Linked DNA regions of Gossypium arboreum: region 2 is linked to region 1. The links are chromatin contacts, called in public Hi-C maps. All regions are on one chromosome and are shown on one strand. The core of a region is the stretch at or near the end of the contact, and the rest is flanking DNA. Distances in the headings are between cores, read along the strand shown.

Evidence for each region. A called contact is a pair of places that touch in the nucleus more often than the background predicts.
Region 2: a Hi-C map of leaf shows a contact between it and region 1, with 8 times the contacts expected there. The contact joins the enhancer-like site here to the promoter of LOC108483919 in region 1. A contact is called at or near these places in 2 of 5 Hi-C or Micro-C datasets (both in leaf).

The regions. Positions count from the first base shown.
Region 1 is chr6:67,364,455-67,367,154 of ASM2569848v2, reverse strand. LOC108483919 (pre-mRNA-splicing factor SPF27 homolog) reads left to right here and starts at 1,407. Exons shown (of 7, transcript XM_017787462.2): 1 at 1,407-1,813; 2 at 1,901-2,079; 3 at 2,433-2,516. The coding sequence starts at 1,574.
Region 2 is chr6:67,882,102-67,884,801 of ASM2569848v2, reverse strand. LOC108486087 (protein REDUCED CHLOROPLAST COVERAGE 3) reads left to right here. Exons shown (of 23, transcript XM_053030101.1): 23 at 111-1,926. The coding sequence ends at 1,700. Among protein-coding and RNA genes, the nearest start is that of LOC128294142, 15 kb to the left of the region's middle. Within about 2 kb of position 1,406, at least 1 of the 2 cell types and tissues checked has an H3K27ac peak or open chromatin away from gene starts, as enhancers often do. A contact at or near this core is called in leaf, where this site is marked.

The DNA of each region.
Region 1 (2,700 bases), core at 158-2,657:
TAAAACTTGTGTTTTTTTCCCAAAAAGCATAAGTAACTAAACTCATTTAGCCAAAGGTTATCAAGACTCCTCCAAAAGAGTTCATGAGGCTTAAAACCCGCACTTAGCCCTTCTCAACCAGTATTCATCATTTCTCCACATTACGGGACTGGCGTTTCCATCCATGTCCTTCTAAAAGTAATATTTTCATCTTGTGCAAAGACGACAGCTTTGTATGTTTTGGGAAGGTTGCACAATAAGTTCACTAACTTACTGTGTCAGAGGTTGTCGAGCCCAAGAGACAAAATGGCGTGAAATTCGCCATTGAGAAACGATGATCTAGTGTAAGATGGTCCCACAAAAGTGATGGTTGGCTAGAGTCAGGTTTCTCTAGATCGTAAGGCTATAACCTAAGTGGAGTTGGTGGTCGTAGGCGTCCTCTTCAACTATAATTGGCTTATTCAGTTATGAGAAGGATCACTTAAAAGCTTAGGATTGAACCGAAGGAGGATCAAGATAACCAGAAGCCAGAATCCCTCAATCAAAAACCCCTTTTTCTCAATTCTGTTTATTATCACAATTACGATTTCAATCTATTTAATTTCAACTCAATCATATTTTTAATTCTGTTTTATTTTATTTTTTCTAGGTCAGTTGTTTTTCTTGGGCACGACTGTGCCCGAGATTTTAAGAAACAAGGAGCTGTGGCGATCCATTCCTTGAGGATTTGACCCTACTCCCTTATTATTATTTCTTTTCGTTATTTAGAGATATGATATATTTGGTGCTTTTAACGACACACCGGTTTGATAAATACTTACGTGGAATATAATACTATCAATTCATACTCAGTCATATCCTAATTTAATACCACACATATCCATACTGATATATTATCACATAGACTACTTTGACGAATTTCATGACGTGATATATCAAAATATCATAATTCAAGATAATATTAACTCTAGTTCAAAATTTTTAAAAAATACAATATCCCACTTTTAATATTTACAAGTCATTATAACAGATACTCTTATTGACATACAAATACACATCATTTTTATGGAAAACTGTTAAAACTTAATCCTCGTAACCCAGATTATATAACCATATATTTATTACAAATATATTATATTTCAAATTATATTTGCCTTGTCCATCTATCCAATTTTTATTTATATATTTATCACTTTATTTACCGTACTTTTATGGTAAATAAAAATAATAATATTTTATAATCTTATATTTTAAAATATTTTAAAAAGATAATTTAGTGAGAAAAGTAAATAATTTTAAAATTAAATAAATAATAAAAATTAAATTAAATATTTAAAATTATAAAAATAAAAATACGACACTTTTCGCAAATCGCAATATAGAGTTATGCACCTTGTTGTATTGTATTTTAATATATATGATTAGAGGTAAACCCGTTTTTAATTAACTTTTATTGATTTTTCTCAATTTTTTCTTAGCGTTTTTAAGCCCTACCTTTTAAAATTTTAAGTGGCTTGGTCTGTAAAAGCCACTACTAACCCTTAAGCGGAAACAGTATCAGAGAGTTGAAGGGGAAAAGCTAGAGATATACACAATGGGCGGCAACGGCGAAGAGATCCTTATGTTGGAGGCACCGCCTGAAACTGCTCGGCCATGGGCCTCTGCTTCCACTGCCGAGACTTTGGACGCATTACCCTACATTGACGACGACTACGGGAACCCAATGGTCAAGGAAGAGGTTGATCGATTGGTCGAAGAAGAGATGCGAAAGAGTATCAAGAAGCCAGCTGACTTCCTCAAGGATTTACCCCCTCTTCCCTCCTTCAATTTTCAGGTTATTGTCCCCCCAATTTGGGCTTTTCTTTGGAATACTTGAGGTTTTTCTTTATTGAAGTTTTAAAAATCCATGTTTGGATCTCAGCATCACCCAATGATTGGCAAAGAATATGAGCGCGTCAGAGCGGGTAGGCCACCCGTGACCCTTGATTTTTCTTCACGGTATCAAGTTGAACCACCGCCCATGAATAAGAGAAACGATGAAACTGCTTGGAAACAGGCAGTTCAAAGATCTCAGCGCTCATTGCAACATCAAGTAATTAGGTCAGTTTCTTCTCTTAGTTATTTGAATAAGCAAGAAAGAATAGATTAGGATATTTTATGAAATTACCTTTTTTTGCTTTCATGATATTTTTGTTCCATGCTTCTGTGAATCATTAAGAAATTAATTACGTGCTTCTCTTCTATTTTACTGTGTTATTTCGTTAAGGATTCTAGTTTCATGGCAGTAGTTGCTTTTTATTCAAGTTGTGATGAATGAAAATCCCTCGTCAGTTAAATTTGGGGAAGTTTGGGGGCCATTCCACCTAAAATTTTACACTGTATACATATAACTTCTGATGCTGTTTGCATGCAATGTTAAGATTTTTGTCTTGTATATCTTTGCTTGGTTTCAGGTTGGAAAATTTGGAGTTGATGTTAAAATATGGCCCTGATGTTTGGAGACAGAACAACCAACGACTGGGAGGATTTTTGGCCAGGTTTTTCCCTAATAACTGCAACATTGATGTTATTTTCATGGCAAATTGAAAGTGGTTTTGCTTCTTGTTTGAATTGGTAGATTTAAGCTAAGAGACTTTTGGGAATATGTGACTTATGGCAGAAATGCACTCTTTCTGATATGATGGATATGGTGCTACCAGTTGTCATATATTGAAGTTCTCA
Region 2 (2,700 bases), core at 157-2,656, 520 kb before region 1:
TGATGTTCCATGCAGATCCAGTCATTACTATAGATACGGATTTCCATTATCTCATTGTTCTTTATGCTGCTTGACATATAACATTGACATTTTTTTTTCTAACTTGGCAGGTGTTACAGATTAGTGATAAAACCCATGATACACGTAACAACTTACAAACAGATGGTGCTGTGTTTGTTGATGCAACAGATAAAGCTACGGCAACTGTGGATATTAATGAAATAGGTACCCTGTCTTCTATTCATCCCGAAGAACCAGAAGAAACCGATAATATTTATAGTATTGAGCCAACTGTTACAACTGAAGTTGTTGAAGATACAACTTCAGATGAAGGGTGGCAAGAAGCCAATTCGAAAGGTCGGTCAGGAAATGCCACTGGAAAGAAGTATGGAAGGAAGAAACCAGTTTTTGCAAAGCTAAAGGTGAATGGTTGTGAATATTCAAATGGTAGAGAGAGTGGGAGTAGGCGAGACATTATCTCACCAGCAGGAAAAACTGTCCCGAAGAACATTATAAAGGAAATGCAAACAGTAAAGCAATCTAAGTCTTCCAGCTTGAATCCTAGAGGGATTTCAATTGGTTTACCTGCTTCTGTTTCCAGAGGTTCCTCCCCTTCAGCAAATCTTAGTGCCATTGCTTCAAAATCACTTTCTTACAAAGAAGTAGCTGCGGCACCTCCAGGTACAGTTCTAAAGCCATTATTGGAACCAAGTGAGGGAAAAATGGAACAGTCAATGTGCGCCGAGACAGCAAATGTAGAGGATGGGAACAACATCTCTGTTGTCGATGATGTAGTGGATGACAATGATGAAACTGAAGGAACTCATGATACTGAAAGTCAGTCGGAAGAAACTGCTCCTGAAATTGATAAGGTGTCTTCTTGTAGTCAGGAAAAAGGTTTAGAAGCAAAAGGGAGTAAGCTATCGGCATCAGCTGAACCATTCAATCCCGGAGCACTCTATCACCCGTTAAACTCAGTTTCTGTTACATGTGTTTATGATGTAACAGCTAGTCAAGGCATGCTTGCTGAGCCTGTTGTACCTCCAGTTGCTGCTCGAGTTCCTTGCGGGCCAAGGTCGACATTGTTTTACACAAACAATAATTCTTACGGTAGCTTTCTTAGATACCAAACTCCTATTTTGGAACAAAATGGATTTGGATCTCCGAGAGTTATGAACCCTCATGCACCTGCGTTCGTTCCAAGCAAAATTTGGCAAATGACTGGAACTGGTGATTTGAGTGTCTCTGAAGAAGCTATGAACACAGAAGTGAAGGAAGTTGATAAGAAGTCGAGTAGGGAAGTTAACGGTTCTAATCCAAAAAAGAGCAGCGCGGAGGAGAAATCTGAGCTCGCAAGGCAGATTTTGCTTAGCTTCATTGTCCGGTCCGCCAAGCAGAACATGGATGGTGCATGTGAGGCTTTAATCAATGACAAAAGGCTCAACCATTCCCAAAACTCTTCGGATGCAGTTACAAGAGACACTGCAATAATAAAATTTCTATATGGGAATGAAGGAAAGGACTTGGATTCTCAATCCGGTAGCAATGAAGAACCAAAAGCGTTGGATGAAAATAAAAAGAAACCCGGAGATGGCGAAGGCTTTACAGTTGTAAAGAAACGGCGGAAAAACAGGCAGCAGCTTACTAATGTAGTCACTGGGCTATATAATCAGCAATCCATATGTGCTTCTGCAAGGTGAAGAAATAACCTGAGGAAAATAACAGTGTAAGTGTCATCATGTTCCATTTCCAGTTTTATTTATTATCATATCCTTGCTTCCATATTAACAAAGCAATTTGGAGTGAAGCCTGGTTCTTTAGTTCCTACTTAATTTTGAGAACAGCTTGGTATTATGCTAATAATCTCTGCAAATTGGTTCTCTTGTTTAGAGATTTTGTTTGATCAATAAAAAGGCCAATTCGTAATTTTCATACTTCAATTTTTCATTTTGGAGATTTTTGTAGTTTTATGGAAATACTGTGTCCGGCAATGAACAAATTTACAACATATATATGTTCCCATAACTGTTGTAGCTAATATTTAGATTTTAAAATTTTTATTTGAAATTGATGATTTTCATATTTATGATTTGAATTAAAATGTAAAAACCCCTTAAATTTAAAAAAAAAAAATTACGCTTTTGTGTTTTTTTCTTTTACACCTAATAATTTTCAAAATGCGTTAAAAAGCTAATCAAACTTTTTCAAAAAAAAAAAATAAGGCTTTTTTTGTCCTCATACAACCACAACGTGACATGCGGAAAAAATATAAAAAATAAAAATTAATAAAAGTAATAAAATTATTGATTTTAATAAAAATATAATTTTTTATAAAATTTAATAAAGTCATAAGAAAATTATAAAAATGTAAAGAAATATAAAATTTGTAAAAAATTATAAAAATTATTGTACTAAAAGAATCATTTTATAATTTTTCTATAACTTTATTTGAATTTTATTTTTTATCATTTTTCATCACATGTCATATTGTGTTGTGACACGTAATGGTTTTAATTGAAAAAAGCTGAAGGTATTTAAAGTGTTAAAGTTAATAGTTAAAGAGTTTTTTGAAGCATTTTATAATTTTATTATTTTATAAAATTTTACAATTTTTTATATTTTTACGATTTATATATATTTTCTAAATTTTAATAAAATTTAAATAATTTTATATTTTTATTAAAATTTAATAAATTTTAT